Regions from separate parts of the Mus musculus genome. Here regions 1, 2, 3, 5, 6 and 7 are each linked to region 4. The links are chromatin contacts, called in public Micro-C and promoter capture Hi-C maps. All regions are on one chromosome and are shown on one strand. Each heading gives the region's core, a stretch centred on a gene start, on an enhancer-like site or on the middle of the called end of the contact. The rest is flanking DNA. Distances are from core to core; before and after follow the strand shown. Region 1 holds the start of Zfp46 (zinc finger protein 46). Region 2 holds the start of Nudc (nudC nuclear distribution protein). Region 3 holds the start of Tent5b (terminal nucleotidyltransferase 5B). Region 4 holds the start of Maco1 (macoilin 1). Region 5 holds the start of Gpatch3 (G patch domain containing 3). Region 6 holds the start of E2f2 (E2F transcription factor 2). Region 7 holds the start of Id3 (inhibitor of DNA binding 3).

Region 1 (3,383 bases), core at 710-3,209, 1.4 Mb before region 4:
TGAGCTGACTATTCAGTGGTTCTTCTGAAACAAGACTGGGGCTGGAGAGATGGCTCAGCAGTTAAAAGCACTGGCTGCTCTTCTGAAGGTCCTGAGTTTAAATCCCAGCAGCCATATGGTGGCTCACAACCATCCGTAATGAAATCTGATGCCCTCTTCTGGTGCATCTGAAGACAGCTACAGTGTACTTACACATAATAAAAGGAAAAAGAAAGAAGACACACTTGAAGGATGATCGCCTCTGAAAGATCTCTAGACAAGAACCGACCTAAAGTACCTGAAGCAACGCTGCAGCTATGGAGCCAAAACAAACATAGAAGGGAGGTTTCTGTCCTCCTGTGAACCCACCTCAGAGCCCTCATCTTCCAGCGCCCCAGAGAAAAAGCACCATTTATAGGGCATTTATGTCCTGGCGAGCACCAGAGTGTAAGACCTGTTTGGTCAGTAATCTGTACAAACAGGCCACAGAGCCGCTAATGACTCAGGGCACGAGAATCCTCAGAGTCTCGGAAACGGCAGAAACTTTACTTTTCATTTAAGACTGGGAAACACGGATCTTCCCACACTTAAAGATTTGAATGAGCACCAAAGCAGGTAACTAACCGTGTGGTTTTCCTTAACAACAAACAAGGCTGTATCGAAAAGACCTAAGCCGTTCTGACAGTTTCAAAACCCCTAAGAGGTAAGACAAGATAAAAGTCCTCACTCACCCAGTGAGACAACATTTCCGTAATTCTCCTGCATCACATCCCTGTAAAGATCTCTCTGTGTAGGATCCAGAGGTCTCCATTCTTCCCGAGTGAGGTACATGGCCATATCTTCAAATGTCACAGGGGCCTGAAATCACACAACGCTTCCTCACTACTTGGTATCTAGGAGTTTAGAACCAGCTTTTCTTCTTGAAATTAGAGACATGGTTAGAAATGTCGAGAAGGCAGTGGCATTAAGTCTCATCTGTAGAGTCCGAAGGAAAAAAAAAATAATAAAGAAAGAAGAAAAAAAGACATGTGGTCAAAAGACAGGGGCAATCTACTAGCTTCCCGCTCAGGCCGTCCCTGCCCACTTTGGACCCTTACATACAAGGCTCTCCTTTTCTTAGACCAGTGAAATTCTCGTCTTTATGGCCCAGTTCTAGAGCCAACTGCTGTTCTGTTTCTCCCCACCCTTTATCACTCTTCGCTCCATCCTTGGACACCACATCTAGAATTAACCACTCCTCGACTTACTATTTCCCACACCACAATACGTCCTTGCTCAGGCCAACAGAATACTTACCATATCGCATCCAGGTTAACCGGACACACCGTTCTCCCTACAGATTGTTGGCAAGAAGGGTACCACCCATCTTGTTTGGTTTTATTCTCCTCAGTATTTAGTCTTACAGTGGGTGTTCTATATATGCTTGTATATGGTTATATTAGCCAACTCGAAGCCCGTATACTAAGCAGAATAGCAAAATGAGCTTATCCCAGGGAATTTCCTATAGGGGTTTGCAGACGGGGAAACACCGGGCAAGATGGGTAAGCAGAGCCCTCGGGGCTTACCTGAGTCCCAGACATGAGCAGGGTGGCTGCCATCTCGGGCTCAAGCGTTCGTCTCCTGGGAGAGAGAGAGCAGGAAAACCAGCTAGCAGACAACGTTGAAGGAGGCGAAAAGCAGGACGTGAGGCGCGGCAAGAGGCCCTGCCCACTACTCCCTAGGGCTGGAGTTCTGGTCGCAGGGTATGAGGGGAAGGCCCAGGACTGGTCACTCTCCTCTCTGACTCCCGAAGAGTCACCCACTCTCCGTGTCTCGGTTAATATCGAGTACGTGCAACGTTAGGGTAGGAGAGGGCAGGCACTGGCTGGGTGCCCCCTAGGCTGGGGGGTCAGGCCGATGCAATTCAAGGGAGGAGGCTTTCAACCCAGCCCATAGAACGCCTCTGCTCTGCCATCTCCGGGCTGGGACCTTTCCGGCAGCAATCCCAGCCAATCAGCGAAAAGAAATCGTAAAATATCTGACCAATCAGAAGCCAAACCATCAGCCCTCCTCCTGCGGCGTGGCCGGGTAGCTCCATCACGCGTGCGCGCACCTCGCGGCCTGACGGGACTTGGAGTTTCACTCTGGCGTACAAAGGCCACTTAGCAGCCAAGAGCAGGGGAGGGAAAAGAACAAAAGGGAAGAGACAGGACCGCGACCTTCAAGACCAGTGAGAATACCCCCACACATACTTTTTTCTCGGAAACCACAGCACGACTCAGCAAAGGAAGCGTCTGTGTTTTTTTTTTTTTCTCATGGCCCTACGACCATCTTTGAGTCATATATTATCCGCGAGGTTAGATTGAGTGTGGAAGCTCGGGCTGACCTCAGCTGAGATCACCCCTCATTTGACAGCCCAGGCCAGAGCGGGAAAAGGCTTCTTTTCCCTCCCTTGGGAGACTCCCTGGCCGGGATGGAACTTTGGGCCCCGCCCACGGACTCCCAACACCGCCTGAAGCTCTCGCTTTCTGGATACTGAGAACTACAACTCCCAGTAGGCCTTCCGGCAGTCACAACCCACCCCAGACTACATATCCCACGAGGCCTCGCGTCCCCTGTCCGGTGCTGGAGTGCTGTCCGCGGCCCGGCCCAGGGTGTTCCAACGTTAACCCTGTAGGGAGCGTCTCGAGCTCTTTTATAGAGACGGAGCTCAAGTGCACCCATCTAAGTCGCCAAAACATTGAAATCAGAAGCGGGGGGGTGGGGTAGGGTGTGTAGGGAAATAGCTGGCCCTGGAGTGGGAGACTCAGGGACTTGGTACTCTTGAGGGTGTCTCTGCTGAAAGGAATCTTGGAGACCTCCCAACATCATGAAAACCTTAGGCCTGCGACAACCTGGAGTCCTAAGGATGCTAGTAGTCTCTGTTTCAAAGAAATCACAAAACCAGATTAGGACAGAACGGACAGGCTTACCTCCTGGTCTGTGGTCGCTGGCTCCTCAGAGATCTAAAGAGGCCTGACGTTCAGAAAGGTTCTAGATATCACCAGCAGATTCCAGAGATCTCAGGGCCATGAATAGAAATCCGAATCCATGGATTAACAGGCAAAGGGCAGGGTTTGGTTGTAGGATGAGCACAAAGCTTCAAGACTGCAGAGACTGTTCTATAGCTCCGGGAAACAACAATCTCATAAACAGATCTCCGAGGCCACAACAGCTGGCCAAGAAACATCAGCGTTGGCTATGCTGCATTCACTCAGAATCCTCCAAATGGAAGGACTTGTAGCCTTTCCTTTCCCTAGCGGGGATGAAGGAATTAGACAATGGAAGGCGAGGGCTAAGCAAAACAGGGATTCTGTGTGGGGAAGAGCTCCCAGCTTGCTGTAGCCTTGGAGAGGGAAGTGATGGAAAAAGAATATAGCAGCTTA
Region 2 (3,726 bases), core at 1,136-3,635, 1.3 Mb after region 4:
ATACTTTTGCAGAGGACCAGGGTTCGGTTCTCAGCACCCACACAGCAGCTCACAACCATCTATATGTAACTCCAGTCCCAGGGGATCCTGTGCTCTCTTCTGGCCTCTGCAGGCACCACACATATACGATGCACAGGCATCCGTGCAGGCAAAACTTATATACATAAAATAAAATTTAAAATTTGTTTTAAAGCCGGGCGTGGTGGCCCATGCCTTTAATCCCAGCACTCGGGAGGCAGAGGCAGGCAGATTTCTGAGTTCGAGGCCAGCCTGGTCTACAGAGTGAGTTCCAGGACAGCCAAGGCTATACAGAGAAACCCTGTCTCAAAAAACCAAAAAAAAAAAATTTAAAAATTGAATAAAAACATTTTTATTTTATTTTATTTTTAGAGACAAGGTTTCTCTGTGTAGAACTAGCTGTTCTTGAACTCACTCTGTAGACCAGGCTGGTCTTGAACTCAGATCTACCTGCCTCTGCCTCCAGAGTGTTGGGATTAAAGGCATGTGCCACTACTGCCTGGCTAAGTTTCTTATTTTTTAAGCTTGACAGAAACTCTACTTTGACAGTGCTTTTCCTTATTGTCTGCAGGGTCAAAGTGGTGTTTGAGGATGTAACGCCCTTGGCGCACTCGGGCCCTTCCTGAGGACAGACTGACATCATGGTTGTTGCTGTCAATCCTATTCAGGAAGAGAAAACTGAGGGAAAAGATACCTGAAGAGTGAGAGAAGGCTAGGACTAGGATTACTATAGCCCAGAGTCTGAAAGCAAGCCATTTGCTCAGAGAAGTCCAGGCCTTCTGTATTAGGGTTTCTCTTCTCTTCTCTTCTCTTCTCTTCTCTTCTCTTCTCTTCTCTTCTCTTCTCTTCTCTTCTCTTCTCTTCTCTTCTCTTCTCTTCTCTTCTCTTCTCTTCTCTTCTCTTCTCTTCTCTTCTCTTCTCTTCTCTTCTCTTCTCTTCTCTTCTCTTCTCTTCTCTCTCTTCTCTTCTCTTCTCTTCTTTTTTCTTTTCTTTTCTTTTTCTTCTCCTCCTCCTTCTTTTCTTTTTTCTTTTCTTTTTTTTTGAGACAGGGTTTCTCTGTATAGCCCTGGCTGTCCTGGAACTCACTCTGTAGACCAGGCTGGCCTCGAACTCAGAAATCCACCTGTCTCTGCCTCCCAAGTGCTGGGATTAAAGGCACCTGCCACCACTGCCTGGCTTGTACTAGGGTTTCTTTTGCTGTGATGAAATACTATGACCAAAAACAGATTGGGGAGAAAAAGGTTTATTTGGCTTACATTTCCACATATTAGTCCATCTTTGAAGAAAGTAAGAATAGAAACTCAAACAGGGTAGGAACCTGGAGGCAGGAGCTGATGCAGAGATCATAGAAGGTGTTGCTTCCTTATAGAACTCAAGACCACTAGCCCACAGATAGCCCCACCCACTGTGGGCTGACCTTCTCCATCAATCACTAATTAAGAAAACACCCTACAGGTTTGCCTACAGAAGGATCTTAAGGATGCATTTTCTCAATTGTGGCACCCTCCTCTCTGCTGACTCTAATGTCAAGTTGATATAAAATTAATCAGCACAGCTTCTAACATGGAGATGACCCAGACCAGCTCTCAGAGACCTCAATCTGATAGAAGGAACCTGCTCTTTGGGAGTGACGTTCAACCCTTAAGAGTTCCTATTCCAAGGTGTGAGATAGCCAGGCTCTCTGGAAAAGTTAATGTAATAATCTTGTAACAGTATAGCACTCTCAGGTTTACAAAGTAATAAATAAATGTACGCGCCGGCGGTGGGGAATCTTCAGGCTATACAAGCCTGCATGCAATCTCAGTGCTTGGAAGTGAAGGCAGGCAGGCCAGGAACACAAGTTTGTCTTTGCCTTGGATACACGGGGCATGTCTCAACAAAACAAAACAAGCCATCACCTCTGCCGTCAACAGCAACGACAAAACAAACAAACAAAAAAACAGAAAAACTAAGGATTTTCAGACAGTAATGAAAGAGCATTAATCCTAGTGCAAACAGTTTGTAAAACTGTTCTACTCAAACTACAGTTTTGTGCTCTTTTCTTAAACGTCTAGTAGGTTGACCCTTTGGTGAGTGCTTTCTTCCTGAGTCTTAACTGCGGCTTGTAGGAGGAGAAGGCTAACAGTATCACTTGATCAAAACTTCCAGCCCTATTAAGATGTGAGCTCAGAGCTTTCTAGAAAGCTCCCAGGTATCTGGTGACCATAGCAACTCAAGCCAAACTCTGCGGCAGCGAGCCCCGCCCACTGCCTTGGGACCGCGACTGTTGATTTGCTCCTCGGCTTAGCCAATGGCCAGAGAAGCGGGTTGTGTTCCGGGAGCTCAATGGGCACCGATGGGCGGGGAGGCGGGAAGAAAGCCGGGAAGGGCGAACCCGCACGGCCGGGCGGCTCCTGCGTGTTTCCGGCTCCGCTGCGGAAGGCTAGCGAGGGGAGCCGTTGGGCCCGCGCGAACCGTGGGGAGCGCGGGCATCGCAGAACGCGAGTGCGGAGCTCGGGGCGCAGCACGATGGGAGGGGAGCAGGAGGAGGAGCGCTTCGACGGCATGCTGCTGGCCATGGCGCAGCAGCACGAGGGCGGCGTGCAGGAGGTAAACGACGTGGCCCGCGCCGCAGCCCTTCTCCGCGGTCGGCCGAGACCTCCCCCACCCCGGCCGCGCGGGTCCCCGGGTCCCCGCGTCCCAGCTTCCGGTCTGCCCAGCCCGCGAGTGAAGTCTCGCTCCAACGCCGTCAGCGCCCTGCACTTAGCCCCCAAGAGCAGTTTTCGTTGTCCCAGAGTGACCCCAGAGCTTCCGCACCCACTCTGCGCTCCACGGGTGTTTCTGCTTTCATTTTAATGGTTACTGTGTAGAGCATCCCTAATGGTGGTTACTCTTTAGAGCATCTCTGGGCCGACTCTTCTCGATATGATCTGCATCTTACCCAAAGTGGAGCCTGCCTATCAATACTGTGTAGGGTAGTGAGAGCCCGGGGGGGCGGTTAGCACGTGGTCTCTTTATACTTGAAAGTATACTGACTGAGGAAGTGAGCCGGAGACCTGTAGGTTAAGCTCCCTCCTGGTTTATCCTCAGTTACCTCGTCTGTGAGGTGAAGCTTAGGAATATCAGTTCCTGTTGTTTTTTTTTCTTGAGTCAGGGTCTTGCTCTATATCCCTGGCTTACGCAGAACTTGCTATATAGACCAAGTGACTTCCAAATCAGGGTTATTCTTCCTCTGTCTTCAGAGTGCGGGAACTTGGATATGGGCCACCCTGCCTAGCACCTAAGTACTTGTCATTGTCGTGTACCAGACACATAATAAGACTGGGTCCTGGGGATGCAGACACGGAAGAGACTAGGCTTTGCATTTGGGGAATTTGTTGAGGGTTTCTTGCTTTAAAAAATTATTTGGAGCCGGGTGTTGCTTTAATCCCAGCACTCAGGAGCCAGAGGCAGGTGGATCTTTGAATTTGAGGCCAGCCTAGTCTACAGAATGGGTTCTAGTACAGCTTGGGCTACACGGAGAAGCCTTGTCTCAGAAAAAAAACAAAACCAAAGAAATTTATTATTATTATTATTATTATTATTATTATTAGTAGTAGTAGTAGTGTTTGTGACAGGACAGTTTTAAGGGGCCAGTTTATTCCTGCCACCAGTATCTGGGTTTTTAGGGTTGAGTTGCTAGGATTTTGAGGCAGTCAATTTTACCCAGTGATTCATCTTGCTGGTCAG
Region 3 (3,384 bases), core at 438-2,937, 1.4 Mb after region 4:
AGGACCCTAATCTCAAAACAAAACAAGCTGAAGCCATTTACTAATAATCCAGGCAACGTCAGGGGAGCATGGAATGCCATAGCCAGCCCCACTGGGACAGCCAGTGAGTCAGCCCTCGAGAATCCATCCCCACACCCTCCACCTCATTCCCCGTTCCTAGGGAGGGAGGGCAAGACTGACCGTCCCCCAACAGCCACCCTCCCTCTCTGTGGAAGGCTGTAGTAAGGGGGTGGGGAATGATAAAGCCCAGCTTTACCTGGCTTGTGTGGAAAGACCATGATTGACAGGAACACACAGGAACTAGCACTAGCTAACTTTTCTGGGTTTCATTATACAGGGACTTCAGGACTAGATGTTGAGTTTGGGAATCTGGGGAGTGGGGTGGGATGGGGATGGGGGGGGAGAGGAACTGTTGATCAGATACCATCTGTTCCTGGGGAGCTCCAGGACTCCCTCCCTGAACCTGACCTCCACCTCACTGGATAGCCTTTGGTAGGTAGCTCACCCTCCCACCCGAGGCCTCAGTTAGAATGGGGTATAAGAACGGGCATCCTCTGGTATTTCAGAATTCCACAGTGCTCGGGCTGTATGCAGAAAGAGCAAGTTTGGGGTCTTGCAGGGTTAGGTTAAAAGAGCTGTAGTTTGATGGGGGAGGGGGGCAGCTGCCAGAATCTGATCCTCAGGAGGGAGATAGTGTTTTGGGGTCTGAACCTTGGGCCGGCCTTCATTCTAGCCTTAAGGGAGAAGGAACCCCTAAAATGGAAATTTGATGCTATCTTCAAAGGGGTGAGGTCTCCGGTCTGGCCGCAACACGTGGGAGGTTGGGAGCTTTCCCAGGAATTTCTGGGCTGTTTCACCTAGCCAAGGCTTCTTGAGCTAAGGGTTGTGGGAACACAAGGGCAGAGTGCCCTAGAACCCTGAGGGTGCAGGAGGTCCAAGGATGTGAGGTAGAAGAAGAAAAGCTATTCTGGAACCAGGTACACACCCTCCTCACTGGCGACTGCCAGGGCGATGTCCCATCTAGTGCCTCCTCCATCTCCACCCCATTTCCCAGCCAGGGTCTTGGTGAGTGGTTCCCAAGGGAATAAGAGGTCCCCAGAACGGCAAGCAGGCAAGCTCAGCAGGGTGCAGGAAGAGCTGAACTAGTAGTCGGGTTCCTGTTTCTTAGTTTCCCTAGCTTCCCGGCCAGTCATAGACTCCAGGTACCTTGCAGCAGAGCACCACCCCACCCCCGACCCTGCCAGGGTCCCCCTCACCTGCACGATCTGCTGGGGCTGCACGCTCAGCGTGGGGAAGTTGCCTCGTCCGTGAATGGGGATCGGCTCTTTCAGCAGCGCGTCCAGCCGCTTCACCTGTGGCCAGCTCAGCCGACTCTGGTGCCGTCCCAGGGAGGCCGAGGAGGCCTCCGGGTCCGGGCCGCCGCCGGCCGCCCCAGCCGTGGCCACTGCCGAGGCTGCACCGGTCCCCACCTGCGCAGCTGGCTGCTCCAGGCTCTCAGCTCCACTCTCCGACGGCATCATTCACCCGGCCCCGGTGCCTGGACGGCAGAAACCCGGGAATGGTGAAGGCGAGGAGGGCAGGGAGAGTGGCTGTGCACGGGCCAAGGCGGGGTGCGGGGACCCGGCGGCGGCGAGGCAAACCCAGGGAACACCCCCGACGGCAGGGAGGACTAACAGATCTTAGAGCCAGGCGGCTCGGGCCCAGCTGACACTTATAGGCCGCGGGCCGCACGCCCATTGGTCAGCACAGCTGTCACACAGCAGGAGATGCCCTCCTCTTGTCCCTCCCCCTATCACGGGCCAACACAGTTTTGCAAGGGAATCGCTGGCTCTCAGGAGTTTCTGATTGGCTGAAAGGCACGCCCCTTCCCCGCCCCCTCTCTCGGACCGAATTCCCTCCTTTGGTCTTTAAAGAAGCTGCTGCTTGCGATTGGCCCGAGCCTGCCGGGACTTAGAGGGACAGCGCCCTCCAGCGGCAGAAGTCGAGGGAGGTCTGTGTAGAGTAATGTTGCCGTGTTGACAAGGCGGCCCGGCCGCTTTCTAATTTATTCCTTTGATTGGCCCTTCGAATTACCGCATGCCTGGCGTACCTGTTCCATCTTAGGTGAGGTGAAATCTGCTTAGAGAGAGGGCGTTATTACCCATCATCATGTAGCATGTGAGTGTCAGTTATGGTCCTGATGGAGGTTTAAAGATCTATGTAGCTCTTTGCTCCATCTGGGCCCACCCAGGGTTTTTCTGGGATGGATATTACTATTTTTTTTCTCTTTCTCTCTACAGATCATAGAGGCCGAGGCTTATTGCTACTTTTGAATCTTATCCCCTCCTCCTTTTCAGATTTTAAATATATGTGTCATGGGCAGGAGGGAGAATCGAAATCGAATCGCCCTGTTCATCGCCGCAGTATTTTTTTCTTGTCATTCTCGTAATAATAATATAGCAAATTCTGTAGCCTTCCATTTTCCTAAAAGGCAGACTAAGGATTAAAAGACAGGGAAGAAGAATCCAGGACTTAGAAACAGCTACTATACCCCAGTTTCTGTCAGGGCACAGCTTGACCTGCCTCAAACCAGAACACACATTTCTTCTTTCTGAAAGCCGGCCCCAGCCTCAGGCCACTCTAAAAACCCCTGGAGGAGGCCCCGTGTGTTCCACCAGATGTGTAACCCCAGCATTCCAGTGGTGTGGGCAGGAGGATAAGACGTTCAGTTATCCTTGTCTGCCTGTTGAGTTCTGGGTCAGCCGGGGATATACAGTGAGACCCTGTCAACAACAACATCAACAGGCTGGAGATATAAAGCGCTGACCAATTGCTCGCCTAGTGTGCCGGAGACCCAGGCTTCAACCTCTGGTGCCACAAAACGAGGGAAATAAAAATGAGATCTTTGACTGAGTTGTCTCTGAACTCTAGATCCCCGAGGCTACTGATGAAAGCGTTTGAGGTCCAGGCATAATACTCTCCTGCACATGGATTTGGCTCAGTGGCTCGGAATGCTTGCCTAGTGCAAGATCCTGGGTCTAATCCCCAAGCCCCCAAACCAACACAAGCCACCACAAAGCCACAGCATAGCCCCTGACACATTCTCCCTCTGAGCCTCCAGGAGACGTGGGGGAGGGGAGAAGGAAACTTACCTTCTCTTAAACCTCTACTATGCACTAAGTCATGTTACATATGTAACTACTCATTCCTGAGAATATGCCTCAGCAGGTGAGATCATTTTTCTAGATATGCAGATTAAGAAACCAAGGCTCCAGAGGTCGTGAGTGCCCAAAATCATACAACCACTAATTGGCAGTATAGGGCTTGAATTCATGTCTCCTGACTCTGTTGTCAACCCCTCCTCTTAGAAGTTGGCACAGGTCACAGGGTCACATTTGGCACAGC
Region 4 (3,401 bases), core at 434-2,933:
CACTGGGTTTCCCTTCCAGGTACCAGGGAAATCTTTGAAGGCACTGATGGGAACTTAAGAGCTTTGGAGTGATGTTGACTAAGATGGGTGACCACTGGCCAGGAGAGGTGCCTGTGGTCCCAGGGCAAATCAAGATGGCATCGAGTTACTGGACATATAAAAAAGTAAAAGTGTGCTAGATGACTGGGGACTCTAGTTACTGAGGGGGTGAGGTGGCAATGCCACTTGCTAGGGCATTCTGCAACCTCTTAAAGAAATCTTTATAAAAGGTTGTAACAACACGTAAAACGAAGACTCTGATATGAAACCAAATGTCTACTATGTGCTCGATTCTATTTTATAGAAATAATAACAACTAAGCAAGAAAATTGTGTAAGACATACACTAAAATGCTTCTGCCAGTAGTCAGGAGCCACCAGTGATTTGCTTCCTATGGCTACTTTCCCACACTTCCCCGGTTTTGCTATTTATTTATTTATTTATTTATTTATTATTTGTTTGTTTATATAAATTGTTGGTACATGTTACAGCCTTGGCGGTCTTCACTTCGTAGACCAAGCTGGCCTCGAGCTCAGCGATCCACATGCCTCTGCAGTGCTGGGATCAAAGTGGTGCGCCACCAACAACGCCCGGTAGTCTTTGCCGCTTAAAAACCAAAACCAAACTTATTTAGGAACTGTGTTTGTGTGGGCGTGCGTGTGGGAGGTCAGGCGGCAACTTGTAGGAGTTCCTTCTATCCGCCCACCACGTGGATTCCCGGGTTCGAACTCGGTCCTCAGACTTGGCAGCAAACGCGTTTCCCCGCTGAGCATCTCACTTGTCTTTTTGCCGTTCCGCCCTCACCGGTAAGCTACAGAGCTAGTGGGCGGAAAGAGCAAACGACCGCCTCACGCAGCCTCTGAGGCCGGGGAGGAGCCCGCGGAACCCTCAGCCTGCGCAAACCTGCGGACGTGGAGCCCGGCCACGCCGCCGCACACGCCCCCGGCAGCCCCGCGCGGCGTCGCGCGCACCCGAGGGGCCGCCCCTCTCTGGTGACGCGAACCAGGGGCGGACCCGCACAGGCCCCGCCCCACCACCTCCGATTGGTCGGCGCGCTGTCACCACGTCGCGGGAAGCTGGCAGGGTGTGTGTGAGTGTGTGTGTATGTGTGTGTGGTTTGCTTTGTCATTCGTGGCCCGGCTGACGCGGCCGGTATGGCTGCGTGCTCGGCTGCCCGCAGAAGGGGCCGCGGCGGCGCTCCCGGGACGCCCTCTTACATAAGGACGCGGCTGACTGAAGCACATGTCAGCGCAAGGTCCCCACACGCAGCGCACCACGCCGTTCGGTTCTCACACGCCAGGCGGGAGCCCGCGGCGCCGCGCCACACGGTGTACGCCGACGTGGGCCTCCCCACGGCGAGACGCAGCCCAATAACCGCGAAGCGTACCTTCGCAACAAGGCATAATATAGGATGTTATATTTATAGGGCCTATTTATAAGCCTCTATTTAACTCTTTTCTGATAGGCCCGGCCACGCGTCTAGGCCTTATCCTGATTGGTGTGTCCTTCTGTCCTTCAAAAAGGCGGGCTTAAGGGTCCGTGTTGCCTCAGCGGGCACCGGGATTGGCCGTGCGCGGCGCGGCGGCGCCTTCGATTGGCTATGCGGGCCGTCCGTCGCGGCAAAGGAGGCGGGGCGGGCGGCTGGCTGGTGCGGGGCGGGCGGGCCCCGGAATTGTCATTTCTTTGTTTCCGAAGGCGGAGGAGGCTCGGCGCCCCCCTCCTGGCCCCCTCCCCCCCGGTGCTGGCTCCATGTCTGTGTGACCGGCCGCAGGGGTAGGATTCAGGCCCGACGCGGGGCGGGCGGGCGACGGCGGCTGAGGTGAGAGGCGGCGGCGGCGGCGCGGCTCGGGCACCGGCCCCCCAGCGGGAGGATGAAGCGGCGGAACGCCGACTGCAGTAAGCTCCGCCGCCCCCTGAAGCGGAACCGGATCACCGAGGGTATCTACGGCAGGTGAGCGGCGGTGCCGGGCGTGGGCCAGCGGGTCCCGGGCGCCGCTCGGAAGGGGCCCGGCCCCGTTATGTAACCCCCCGACTAGGCCGCATGCCCGCGCCGGGGGCTCTCCTGAGGCGCGCCGCCCGCGGAGCGCCGGGCCAGCCAGCCAGCCGAGGGTCCGCCCCGGGCCACGGGGTGTGGCGAGGGCCAGGCGGAGGGCGCGGCGGGCGCGGGCGGGAGCCACGGGGCCGCCGTTGGCGGTGGTGTGTCGGGGGGAGGGGCGGCACCCCCGCGGCCCGGAGCCCAGAAGCCCGGGGGTCCCCAGCAGGCTGTGCGCTCGGTCCCCTACCGAGCCCGGGTCACGCTGGGCTCGGGGGTTGGCTGCCCGAGGCTCGTGGACGCGTGCGGCCGGGCGAGCGAGCCGCCAAAGTTAGGAGCTGCCAGGGGCGCGGGACCCTCGGGCTCGGGGCGGGGCCACGCCGGCTACTCTTCTGCGCTCTGCTGCCTCACGGGGTCCCCACCTTGGCTCGGAGCGCCCAAGGCTGATACCCCCAGATCGTGCCGGTGACACCGCTCCAGACCGCGGCTTTTCTCAGTTCCTCAGCAAACATTCTGACAATTGCAAGCAGATATTTTGCAGGGATTCTCGCCCAACTCAGGTTTGGGGATTTTTTTTTTTTTTTTAAATCCTCTGTTCATGAAGGAAAGTGGTGTCCCTTTAAATAGAAATTGAATCCACTTCTCCTGGACAGAAGGACAACAGGTTCATGGGGCATTTCGGTGACTGTCACAGCTTCCCCAAGCCCAATTTGTGTGCGGAGGTTATTTTCTGGAAATGCCTATTTCCGAGGCGAAGTAATTAGTTTACGACAGAGAGTGCTCAGCATGCGGTTGAAGGCTTTACTTGAGTCCTCTTGGCGCCTTACGGTTTAGGTCTTGCTGTGAATCTTGGAGAAAAATACAGGCGGTAGCTGATGACATCCAAGTTGTAGCATAGCTGTACACCTTACACATGCGGTTGTTTACACGTGTGAAGTGGCTGCCCTCCACAGGCAGGTGACTTACCTAACCATGAAGGGGGATTCTTCAAGTTTAAAAGGAGTAAGAAGTCAAAATCCTAGGCTAGATGATACGTAAGGAGCCACGGATCGCATCCATTCATTCAACAAACGTGAATACTATTTGCTCAACAGTGTTGGAGTCAGTCAGGACACAGCTGTTAGCAAAACCGATGAACATGGTTGTTGAATCAGATGTGACAATAAGTAAAACTGAAAAAGCAAACCCAAAATTTTCTGGCAGATTGAATGGGTGGAGGCAAGCCTGCGTACTATAAATTCTTGAATGAAGGAAGGCTTTTTTCCTTAGCCATTGAAAACATTAGAAGAACTTCCCATTAATAGCAGCGCAAGAATAGAAAATAGAAAAA
Region 5 (3,778 bases), core at 929-3,428, 1.3 Mb after region 4:
GTGTGTGTGTGTTGGATCTGCTGGAACTGGAGTTACAGAGGGTTGTGAGCTGCCATGTGGTTGCTGGGAATTGAACCTGGGTCCTATGGAAGAGCTGCCAGTGCTCAGCCATCTCTCCAGCCCTGATTTTTTTTATTACAGTTTCTTTCTTTCTTTTTTTTTAATAAAAGGTTTTATTTATTTATAAGTACACTGTAGCTGTCTTCAGATCTCATTACAGATGGTTGTGAGCCACCATGTGGTTGCTGGGATTTGAACTCTGGACCTTGAGCAGTCAGTGCTCTTACCTGCTGAGCTATCGCACCAGCCCCCTACGTTTTGTTTCTTTACTGCGGTGTGCACATTACAGTGCACCTATGGAGGCCAGGATATAGCTTGCTGGAGTTGCTTTTCTCCTCCCACTATGTGGGTCCTGAGATCCAAGTCAGGTCTTCAGAGCGGGTAGCAAGATAAGCAATCTTTCTTGGTAGCAAAGGATTGTTTTGAGAAGTCCATAAGAAAATGATGGGCTGATCAAATATGGTGGCATACACTTATAATCCCAGCATGGGAGGCACAGGCAGGAGCCCAAGGTTACTTCTTTTGTTTATTTATTTTTGAGGCAGACCCTGTCTGGTCTGAAACTAGACATGTAAACCAGGCTGGCCTTGAATATAGAAATTTGATTGCTTTTCCTGGGATTAAAGGGGTTCACTACCACACCTGGCTCAAGGTCATTGGAACTTTCATAGAGTTTGAGGCCAGCATAGATTACATGAGAGAGACACACACATAGAGAGGCAGCTCATGCTGTATGTCTTGATAAGACATTGCTCCTAAAGATTCTGCTTAAACCATAGCCGGCATATGCACTCGAGTGTGTGTGCACACGCGCACACGCACACACGCACACACACACACCTCTTTCTATGAAACTGTTTAACTTTGAGCTGATACCAGTTTTTCATTTTTGTTTTGTATGTTATTTTTTTAACTTTTGAGACAGGGTCAGAGCTAGATAGTCTTGGCTGTCCTGGAACTCACTTTGTAGACCAAGCCAGGCTAGAACTACAGAGATCCATCTGCCTCTACTTCCCAGGCACTAGAACTAAAGGCATATATACCACCACTATTGCTAATGACTCTTTAGGATGAACTGTTTCAAAATAATTTATTTAAACCTCTCCATCTGGCATTTTAAAACACCTGGCTTCCTTTTCCCCAATGGACACACTTGTGCCCAGCCCCTCTCTGCTGCCCCCAGCTCTTTCCTCTGCAGAGCCTGTCTTCCAGTCGCTAGGTTAGATTAGAAGAAACCAAGTTTCCTTTGTGCATTTCAAGATATGGTTCCTCTGTGTAGCACTGGCTGTCCTGGAATTCGCTCGCTCAGAGATCCTCCTGCCTCTGCCGCCTGAGAGCTGGGATCAAAGGCGTGCCTTAGCGCACCGGGCTCCAAATATCCTTTTTAAGAAATCATGTCAGTACAAAAATCACCACCCTTAGGGAAATGGTCCTTAAGAGGGGATACATTTGAAACTTATCTATACAGATCTCAGTTGTTTTGTCTGTTTTGCCTTGTAAGTCCTTGAGTAAAAACATGCAGATTGGGCTGAAAACTTGTAGCTTTGTCCAGAACTAACTTAAGCTCTAAACAGTGATAACCTATCTTAACCACCCAGGCAATGCGCCTCTTTTCCAAGGGCCGTGCGTCCGGTCCATTCTCTCCCCCTTACCTGAAACCTCGGTGGGAAGCCTAAGCCTGCGGATGAGACAGCGACCGGGAAGCCAGGTCCCCTGAGAGTCCAGCCACCGGCGACCGGAGTACATGCGAAGCAGCCGCTGGGCTTGCGCCGCTCCCCTCACCGAGACGACGCAGCAGCAGGTGCGGGTCTGGGCTGCCGCAGAGCCCCGGGCGCGGACAGCGCGGGCATCGGAGGCCGGAGCCTGGGCGAGAACCGGATCCTCAGCGGCGGGGTCCGGGCCAGCCCGGGCCGCCTCGGGACTCGCCTGCGGAGGGCCCCTCTCGGGCCGGTGCCGGTAGTGGAAGCACAGGAAGCCTCCGCCGCGCTGTTCCCGGAACTGGCTAAAGTAGCTCCGTAACTGAGCCGAGCGTAACACGGCAGGGATCCCGCTCACCACCAGGTAAACCGGCGACTCTTCGTCCAGCTCCCTGGGCGACGCCATCTTGGCCTGTCACATGATTGCTTGGCGTCCACTCTCGCGAGAGCACCACGTCTCGGATGCTGGAGTTTGGTCAATGTGGCATCGGTGACCGTTTGGTACTTGAAGTTTCGTTTTAATTGCTCTTGGGCCGAATCTGTGTTTCCAGCTCCACAGAAGATGGAAAACTCGTGCGATGGGCTGGGCTGTAGCTCAGTGATAGCTGGTCCAGCGTGTGAGAGGCTCTAAGGAGGAACCAGTGTAGAGCACCGGGATGCTGAGCGGGAGGTGGCGGAGGTCTGATGCAAAACTGGACTCTACAGTACCAACCCAGCCGGGCGTGGTGCCTCACGCCTTTAAACCCGGCACTTGAGAGTTAGAGGCAAGCAGGTGTGCGTGAGTTCAAGACCAGCCTGGTCAACATAGTGACTGAGACGGGGCTATGTCGAGAGAGCCTTTCTCAGGGCGCGGGACGGGGGAGATGAAGAGATGCCCCGGCAATTAAGAGCTTTCGCTGCTCTTACAGAATACTTGGATTGGATTCCCAGCACCCACGTACGAGGGAACTCTCCCATACGTAACTCGTTTCATGAGATTGGACACCCTCTTCTGACCTCTAGAGGCACATACGTGTTGCACATACATACATGCAGGCAAAATTCTCATGCACATAAAATTATCTGTAACAAACCGGGCGGTGGTGGCTCACGCCTTTAATCCCAGCACTCAGGAGACAGAGGCAGGCGGATTTCTGAGTTCGAGGCCAGCCTGGTCTACAGAGTGAGTTCCAGGACAGCCAGGGCTACACAGAGAAGTCTCGAGGGAAAAAAAAATTTTTTTTGGTTTGGTTTGGTTTTTTTGTTTGTTTGTTTTAGATTTATTTATTTATTATATGTAAGTACACTGTAGCTGTCTTCAGACACACCAGAAGAGGGCATCAGATCTCATTACGGATGGTTGCAAAGCAGTTGTTGGGATTTGAACTCCCGACCTTCAGAAGAGCAGTTGGTACTCTTAACCGCTGAGCCATCTCTCCAGCCCTCAAAAAGATTTTTTTTTAAATGTACAAATACATGCATAGACATCGAAAACTATTCCCAGAGATCATAGGCGAAAACCATATTGCCAGCTTCGGACGACCTCCGTACAAGGCGTTGAGTCCCTCACAAACAAACAGTATAGCTCTTGTGATTGTGTGCAGTGTTCAGGAAGGCCAGAGGAGGGCGTTGGAGCCTCTGGATCCATTTTTTTTTTATAAAGATTTATTTATTTACTATATGTAAGTACACTGTAGCTGTCTTCAGACACTCCAGAAGAGGGCATCAGATCTCATTACGGGTGGTTGTGAGCCACCATGTGGTTGCTGGGATTTGAACTTTGGACCTTCGGAAGAGCAGTCGGGTGCTCTTACCCACTGAGCCATCTCACCAGCCCTGGATCCATTTTTAAATTCATAGCGAGTGCAACTCTGCCCAAAAGTAGGCCCTTCAATTTCCTGTCATGGAGGAGGGGGAAGGCTCATGAGATCGCACCCCTCTCTAAGAATTTTTATACAGTTGATGGTTGATGGTGGGTGTAGGTGTTTCTGCTCAGATGAAAGGGTAATCCTAGAACTCAAGGGGAATGGTACCCAGTGGAA
Region 6 (3,436 bases), core at 479-2,978, 1.3 Mb before region 4:
GGAGACAAGCCAAGGAAGATATATTTTCTAGAAGAGGAAAGGTGGGGCTGGCGAGATGGCTCAGTGGGTAGAGGAGTTTGCCACCAAGCTGAACAGCTTGAGTTTGATCCCCAGGACCCACTCTGAAAAAGAAAACCAACTCTGAAAAGTTGTGCTCTGACCTCCAAACACAGTGTGGCACAAACGGTCCCATCCCCCACATAAATGTAATTTTAAAACTTTTTTTTTTTAAGAAGAGGAAACAGAGGCCCTGACATCCAAATATACACAGTGAAGACCAGAGCTGAAACCAGCCACCCCAACCCTCCCTCTAACTCCCTCAGGCCCTTTCTCATCCATTCCCACAAACCCTGTACTACAGCCCAAACGCCACCACACCAGGCCTTCCCTGACAACACATCTCTCACTCGCGAGGTCACAGTCCATCTGAACAGGAAACCCAAGAGACGGACTACATTTGCATTGCTACTGGCTATTTCGGACGATGAGCAGGCTGTGGGGAGGACCTGAGGACAACACTTGAGAAGGAGCTGGCTAGACAACTCTGGTCCAGATACCAGGCTGGACCAGAGACCTGGGAGACCTATGCGGATTTAAAGTCACCAGGAAATCCCACAGGCCAAGCCCCTGGCCTGAAAAAGCAGGTGTTGGTTCTGGCGTAAACAATGAAAGAATGAATGAACTTAAGCATCGTCGATGCCTTGGAAGCTTCCTCAAGGTCACGCAGGCGCTAGGGGCACTGGGCTAGGTCTCCAGGCTCCCCTGACCAGTGCTCATTGCAGTCCGCGACAGCAGGCGAGATTACTTCACGGAGTCGGAAAATGAAAGGGTTCTCTCTACTGCCAGTCCCGCTTCCCCACCTCAACCAGCTGTAATCAAGCCGTAGGGCGTCCCAAGCACCCTCTCTCCTTTTTCCCCACCCAGACACGTATACGGGAAGTACAGGGGGTCCCCCAGCATTACCGGCAGCCGGCCTGCGGGTGCACATCGCACAATTTGGCCCTCGGGTCCGTGGGGAGTGGCGTCGAGGCAGGTGCCCAGCGCCACAGAGGAAGGCACCGTCTGCGTGTAAAGCGAAGTGTAGTAGGTGGTGGCGGTGGTGGCCGGGCAGAGCTGGGGGCTGCTCAGACCCGAAGGCCACAGCTCGGTGGGGTTCAGCGCCGGCAAGCTCTTTGTAGGTTGCGCCGTGGCCGGAGCCAGGGTCCGCGGCGCGCGCAGCATGGCGAGTGCGGCGCCCCCTACCCACTCGGGTCTGGCGCGCGCGCGCGGGGCACCTGCGGGCTTTGCAGCCGGCTGCACCGCGGACGCCGGGAGCAGCCGCCAATGGACGCCCGCCGGGCAAGGCCGGACCCTCCCCTCCTGGCCCGCCGCCCAGCGCTGCCGAGCTCGGAGATCGCCACTCGGAGATCGCGTGGCACAGGTGGCACTGCCAGGAGTTGGCCCGGTCCGGCTCGTGCCCCGAATATCTGGGCGTCCGGAGTCGCGCCCGTGCGTGAAAGCGTCCCGGAATGCCCACGGACCCCGCGGACACTCGTGTGCTCTGACCCGCGAAGGGTGTCCTGTGCGCCCTGCTGAGCTCTGCGTTCACCCCTCTAGTTCCCGTCCCTTGCTTGGACTCCTTTTTCTTTTCTTTCTTCTTTTTTCTTTCTTTTTCTTTTTTTTTTCTTTTTTTTTTTTTTTAGCGCCAAACTATATGCCGCCAAATTCGGATCTCCCGCGGAAAATGCCGCGCCTCGATTGGCTGCTACAATATATATAGGCTCCTCCCACCCACCCACCCCCGGAAAGGCTTAGTCTAAGAAACAGCGATTACGACAGGAGCTTAGTGGCTTAAAGGGGCCGCGACATCTGCTGACTTCAGCGTCCTCTTGTAACAGTAGGCGAAACTGAGGCAGGAGGTGCATCTGGAACACCCAGCATAAGGACCAACAGTACAGCGAAGAGCGCTGAGGAGCGGACCTCTTTTCCTTGGGGGTGGGGCCAAACATTGAAAGAGAGTCAGAGTCGGGACCTGAGTCTTGACCCTCAAGTGCATTTCCCTGGCCACAAAACCTTTTGTTTTCGCTTTGTTGCTTAGTTAGGTTAAATCATTTATTAATATATTAATTAATATAACCAATATGTCCTCTTTCTCTTCAAATGAAACCCAGGAACCTGTTCCTCCAGGCTTTAATTGGCAGAGGGGCAGGGAAGGGTGGCGCCTCCCTTTTATGTTTTTCTTCAGGAAAAAAACTAACCTCTATTGAGCGCCTACTGTACGCCCGTACAGTACACTAAGATTAGACCATTATATATGTTATGTTGTTTAATTTATCCCATCAATCCGGAGAAGTGGGATGGGTAAGACCAGGGAGTCGGAGGGGCGGGATATTGTGCCTCGGGTCATTCACAGATTCGCTGATCTGAGAATTGGCAGTCAAATGTAGGACAGTCCAGGTCGGGAGTCTTTGTTCTAGTAAAGAGCTCCTTTCCACTCTCCCAAACTCTGCCCCGCCCTTGACAGGCACAGCGTGGGTGAGGGTCCAGAGTTTGTCAGGTCATTTTCCCCAACAGGACCCAGCACTCTTCCTTCCTGAATCAAACACCTCCAGGTTTCTTCTACACAAATTTTTGTTTGTTTGTTTTTGTTTTTGTTTTTGTTTTTGTGAGACAGGGTTTCTCGGTGTAGCCCTGGCTGTCCTGGAACTCACTTTGTAGACCAGGCTGGCCTCAAACTCAGAAATCCACCTGCCTCTGCCTTCCAAGCACTGGGGTTAAAGGCGTGCGCCACCATTGACCGGCCTAAACAATTATTTTACCACAACAGGAGGGGGGGTGGGCTGAGTCCCCGTGTTAAGACCTGATCAGATCATCACAAACCAGGTAGCCCAGGCTTTCTCTTCGACATTCTTAATTCACATCCAGTCCCCTAACCCTTTTGTGAAAGCTGTTTGACAAGATTTCTTCTCCATTCTCTGGGTCTTTTTTTTTTTTCTCTCTCTCTCTCATTCCTTATGTCGGAGTCACAGAGAAATCTCATGGCACAGTATATGCAAAGCCTTCGGCACAGAGCTTGGTCCATGAGAATCGACAGCTGTTGCTATATCAGACTTGATCTGGAATACACAGGCCTCTTTAGTCTACAGTAGACCACCAAGAGGTGGTGACACATGACTTTAATGCCAGCATGTGAGAGGCAGAGGCAGGTAGATTTCTGAGTTCAAAGACAGCCTGGTCTACTGAGTGAGTTCCAGGACAGCCAGGGTTATACTGTCTTGAAAAACCAATAAACAAATAAACAAACAAACAAAAAATAGTCTGCTATTTCACTGGTCCCTTAAGTCCCAGCTTAAACTTCTCCTCCTCCCGGAAGCCTTCCCTGCCTGTTTGCCCTCTCTCACCCTGAAGGCCTTTACTCTTTGAACGTTTATTGTGGTTTGCCTCAAGCAAGACTTGG
Region 7 (3,517 bases), core at 962-3,461, 1.3 Mb before region 4:
CCTACACCCTGAAAAGTGGCTGCAGACCTGAGGCAAGACCCTGGGTTTGGTTTTCCTATATACAGGGTCTTCCCGCGTAGCTGACCATCCTGGAACTCACTATACATAGCAATATATATATAGTGAGTTCCAGGTTTCAAACTCAAGAGATTGTGTGCCTCTGCCTCATGAGTGCTGGGATTAAAGTACAAATCACTATACCCCCCACCTCACCCGCAGGGTTCCTTTCTCCAAGTTTGGAAGTCTGGGGGGAAGGCAGACCAGAAAGCATGAAGTTAATGGAGGCAGTTTATTTAAATACGAAATAGTTCATCCCCACACTTGACCCCGAGCCGCCAGGAAGGTTCGCCCAATCATTTGCGGCATCCATCTAAGAGCTGCTGCCAAGTTTCAAGGAATTGAAGAAATAAAAAGATTCGGTCTCAGACTTGCCGGCTGTAGGAGAGGCTCCTGTAATTGAGAGTAGGATCATAGATCCTTGCTTTCAACCTCCAATGTTTTTGGGGATTCCCAACCCCAGCCCTTCCTACTAACCAAGCCACCCTAGCCCTCAGCTTCAGCTGGGAACTTTCTCGTCCCTAAAAGGGTATGCAAATCTGCCCGCCCCAAGCTCCTAGGAGGTGGCGCAAGATGTCATACACAAAGTGTTCAAAAATGGTTTATTATGCAAAATGTTAACTTTTATAAAAAGTTTAATATACATCACATGATTACAGAAAGTCACCTTCCTGTAAAAAAGGTACAAAAGCTATATACTCTATTATAGAGTTCATAATCAGGGCAGCAGAGCTTTTCTCCAAGGAAACCAGAAGAACAGCTCTTATGCTGCCTTGGCAGAGTGCGCAGGGCAGCCACTCGCATCCCCCCACACCCTCTCGACACCCCATTCTCGGAAAAGCCAGTCTTTTAGACTTGAGTCAGGGTGGGGACAGAGTGACGTTGCCCAGCTGCTGACCAGCGTGTGCTAGCTCTTCAGGCCACCCAAGTTCAGTCCTTCTCTCGGGCTCCAGGTCCAGCCTCGAGGCGTTGAGTTCAGGGTAAGTGAAGAGGGCTGGGTTAAGATCGAAGCTCATCCATGCCCTCAGGCTTCCGGCTGGAGAGAGGGTCCCAGAGTCCCAGGGTCCCAAGCGGAACGGGCGCCAGCACCTGCGTTCTGGGCGGGGGAGGAGAGAAGAGCGAGGGAGCCGTCAGTTTCCGCCGAGCGCGCCCAGGCGGAGGATGCCGCAGACTGGCCGGCGCCAGGGAGGAAACTCGGTCTCTACCTCCAGCTGATAACTCCGCTCCCCACACTGCCTCCACCCAGTTGGCGCCAAAGGACCACAGGCGGAGTCACCACTCCCCCTCCCGCTTAGAAATAACACTAGTGGAAAGGGGGGAGGGCTTCCTTTACTCCAAGGCTCATTTGGTGCGACCCGCGCGCCCACTTGCCCTGGGCTCTGGCCACCCGGGATGAGAAGGGACAGCGTGTCTAAGGAATGCACGTGATATTGACATAGGTTCTGTCGTTTATTCTAACTGATTATAGATAAGGCTTTTGCCTTTCAGTGGCTTGGCTTTTTCCCTAAACCGACTGAACCCTAAGCCTTACAATGTTCTGTCAAAGGCAGGATTTCCCATGCAAGCCTCCCTCCTCGCCCGCGCCAGGAGAAAGCTTACCGGGAGGTGCCAGGACGACCGGGTCAGTGGCAAAAGCTCCTCTTGTCCTTGGAGATCACAAGTTCCGGAGTGAGCTCAGCTGTCTGTGAAAGAAGGTTAGGAGACGAGTTAGCCAAGGGACTCGGGGACGCGATAGGGAAGACCCGCAGCATCCCTGCCCGCACGCTCAGAGCAGCCTGGTCTGGCTCCCTCTCGCACCTGGATCGGGAGATGCGGACCGTCCGGGGGTCCAGGCGCCGGCTCTGCCAGGACCACCTGAAGGTCGAGGATGTAGTCTATGACACGCTGCAGGATTTCCACCTGGCTAAGCTGAGTGCCTCGCGGGACTCCCGGCACCAGTTCCCGCAGGCGCGAGTAGCAGTGGTTCATGTCGTCCAAGAGGCTAAGAGGCTCCTCGGTCGACGGGCTCTTACCGCGGCCTCGCGCAATGGCCAGGCTACGTTCCGACAGGCAGCACACCGCCTCGTAGCAGCCGCGCACCGGGCTCAGCGCCTTCATGTTGGAGAGTAGAGATAGAGAGGGAGGAAAAGAGACACCTAAAGCAGCAAACAGTGCGCGCACGCCTGCAGCGGCCGACTCTTATAGAGTCCTCTCTAGGACACACCCCCTTATTCAAAACAGACCGCCAAGGGTCCACCCCCGCCCGCCCTGGGCACCGCCTCCCCGGTCCTGGGCGTTCACAGTGGGTTTAAATTGCTAACAGGCTTCCTTAGGCTGGTCTGACGCCGAGGACAGCGGAGCCTCGGATGCGAGGAATGAGGAAGCGCTGATACCGAGGAGAGGCGGGGCTCTTGAGCCAGCACAGATTTGAAAAAAAAAAAAAAATCACTTAAAACCATTAACTTTTAAGAATATGCCTTTTCTGGAGGCGCCCAAGTTCTCTGAGGTCCCCTCCCCCCAATACTGGTTCGAACCCACAGCTCTGAGGTCATAAATCCCTTGAACAACTAAAGATCTCTCTCTCCTCTCTCTCTCAAGAATTTTCAAGGGAAACTTGTAAGGAATTAGTGCCGCCTTGTTCCCCAATTTGCTGCTCGTCTGACCTCCAGACTCACTGGCGTCAGGAATTATCTTGTGACCAGAGGGGGAAAAAATTAATTGCGGTGAAGCTGAGGTTACAATGAAGAAAACAGATTTGGGCTAGGCGCTGAGATTGCAGAAGAAGGAGGGAAAGGGAGGTCTAAGCAGAGAACACTATTTATTTGAGCACCAGGGGAAAGAGGATAAGAGCAGTCTGGACCCAGTCCTTTTCCACGGAGAAAGAAAAAGCATGGACCGTTTCCACCGAGAACTCCTTTAGGAACTAAATGTATGCCCGGTTGTGCTTTGGAAGTGAATTTGATTAGGATTTTGGACAAGGTTTCAAATATGGGGGTGCTTGCTGCATAAACCCTTTTAGAAGGTCCCCTCCACGGGCATACATAGAACCAAATGGGTCAGCTGTCTAGCGTTTGCTTCCTCGTTCTGCACAGCCTCCCTCCCTTTGCACACTTTGCACACTCTGTAGAAAACAATAACAATTTCATCGCCGCGTTGTCTGTCCCTTTCTGTTGTGGAAGGGCAGCCACCTGGACATGATTATTCCTCGTCCTGCTGAAGTAGCCCCAGCCACCCATCTGAGAGAGCAGGAGAGCAGCCAGCAGGCAGGCAATCCCATATTGCAAAAGGACAGTGCACTCTATTCTTTGCCTGGCTCTGCTTCCCAGACCCCGAAGCCTCAGCAGTTCCAAAATTCTGGTTTCCATCTTGGGAGAGAACAGGTGGGGTTTTGCAGCCACGAGATTGCTTTCTTAATCAATCAGCCTGGTAAATATTTATGGAGTTGCTTCACATGAAACAGAGGCTCCTGCTCTCAAGAATC

Evidence for each region. Promoter capture Hi-C pulls out the DNA fragments that hold promoters and counts their contacts. A called contact is a pair of places that touch in the nucleus more often than the background predicts.
Region 1: a Micro-C map of embryonic stem cells shows a contact between it and region 4, with 17 times the contacts expected there. The contact joins the promoter of Zfp46 here to the promoter of Maco1 in region 4. A contact is called at or near these places in 2 of 39 promoter capture datasets (hippocampal neurons and pre-B cells) and 1 of 484 Hi-C or Micro-C datasets (embryonic stem cells).
Region 2: a contact with region 4 is called in a promoter capture Hi-C map of pre-B cells, with 5 times the contacts expected there. The contact joins the promoter of Nudc here to the promoter of Maco1 in region 4. A contact is called at or near these places in 5 of 39 promoter capture datasets (hippocampal neurons, liver, neutrophils and 1 more) and 1 of 115 datasets of contacts at active chromatin or transcription factors (pancreatic cancer cells).
Region 3: a promoter capture Hi-C map of pre-B cells shows a contact between it and region 4, with 2.9 times the contacts expected there. The contact joins the promoter of Tent5b here to the promoter of Maco1 in region 4. A contact is called at or near these places in 2 of 39 promoter capture datasets (liver and pre-B cells).
Region 5: a contact with region 4 is called in a promoter capture Hi-C map of pre-B cells, with 6 times the contacts expected there. The contact joins the promoter of Gpatch3 here to the promoter of Maco1 in region 4. A contact is called at or near these places in 3 of 39 promoter capture datasets (liver and pre-B cells) and 1 of 9 other capture datasets (adipose tissue).
Region 6: a promoter capture Hi-C map of hippocampal neurons shows a contact between it and region 4, with 5 times the contacts expected there. The contact joins the promoter of E2f2 here to the promoter of Maco1 in region 4.
Region 7: a contact with region 4 is called in a promoter capture Hi-C map of pre-B cells, with 4 times the contacts expected there. The contact joins the promoter of Id3 here to the promoter of Maco1 in region 4. A contact is called at or near these places in 2 of 39 promoter capture datasets (hippocampal neurons and pre-B cells).

Annotation. Positions count from the first base shown.
Region 1 is chr4:136,284,643-136,288,025 of GRCm38.p6, reverse strand. Zfp46 (zinc finger protein 46) reads right to left here and starts at 1,959. Exons shown (of 3, transcript NM_009557.4): 1 at 1,545-1,959; 2 at 711-954. The coding sequence starts at 816.
Region 2 is chr4:133,544,686-133,548,411 of GRCm38.p6, reverse strand. It overlaps Nudc (nudC nuclear distribution protein), which reads left to right and starts at 2,385. Exons shown (of 8, transcript NM_010948.3): 1 at 2,385-2,607. The coding sequence starts at 2,527.
Region 3 is chr4:133,478,436-133,481,819 of GRCm38.p6, reverse strand. It overlaps Tent5b (terminal nucleotidyltransferase 5B), which reads right to left and starts at 1,687. Exons shown (of 2, transcript NM_175307.6): 1 at 1,257-1,687. The coding sequence starts at 1,520. It overlaps Gm13257 (a long non-coding RNA gene), which reads left to right. Exons shown (of 3, transcript XR_390815.4): 3 at 1-343.
Region 4 is chr4:134,851,627-134,855,027 of GRCm38.p6, reverse strand. Maco1 (macoilin 1) reads left to right here and starts at 1,683. Exons shown (of 11, transcript NM_025382.6): 1 at 1,683-1,990. The coding sequence starts at 1,911.
Region 5 is chr4:133,573,145-133,576,922 of GRCm38.p6, reverse strand. It overlaps Gpatch3 (G patch domain containing 3), which reads right to left and starts at 2,178. Exons shown (of 7, transcript NM_172876.2): 1 at 1,713-2,178. The coding sequence starts at 2,163.
Region 6 is chr4:136,170,566-136,174,001 of GRCm38.p6, reverse strand. E2f2 (E2F transcription factor 2) reads right to left here and starts at 1,728. Exons shown (of 7, transcript NM_177733.7): 1 at 964-1,728. The coding sequence starts at 1,221.
Region 7 is chr4:136,142,516-136,146,032 of GRCm38.p6, reverse strand. It overlaps Id3 (inhibitor of DNA binding 3), which reads right to left and starts at 2,211. Exons shown (of 3, transcript NM_008321.2): 1 at 1,855-2,211; 2 at 1,657-1,739; 3 at 641-1,153. The coding sequence starts at 2,154. The coding sequence ends at 1,680.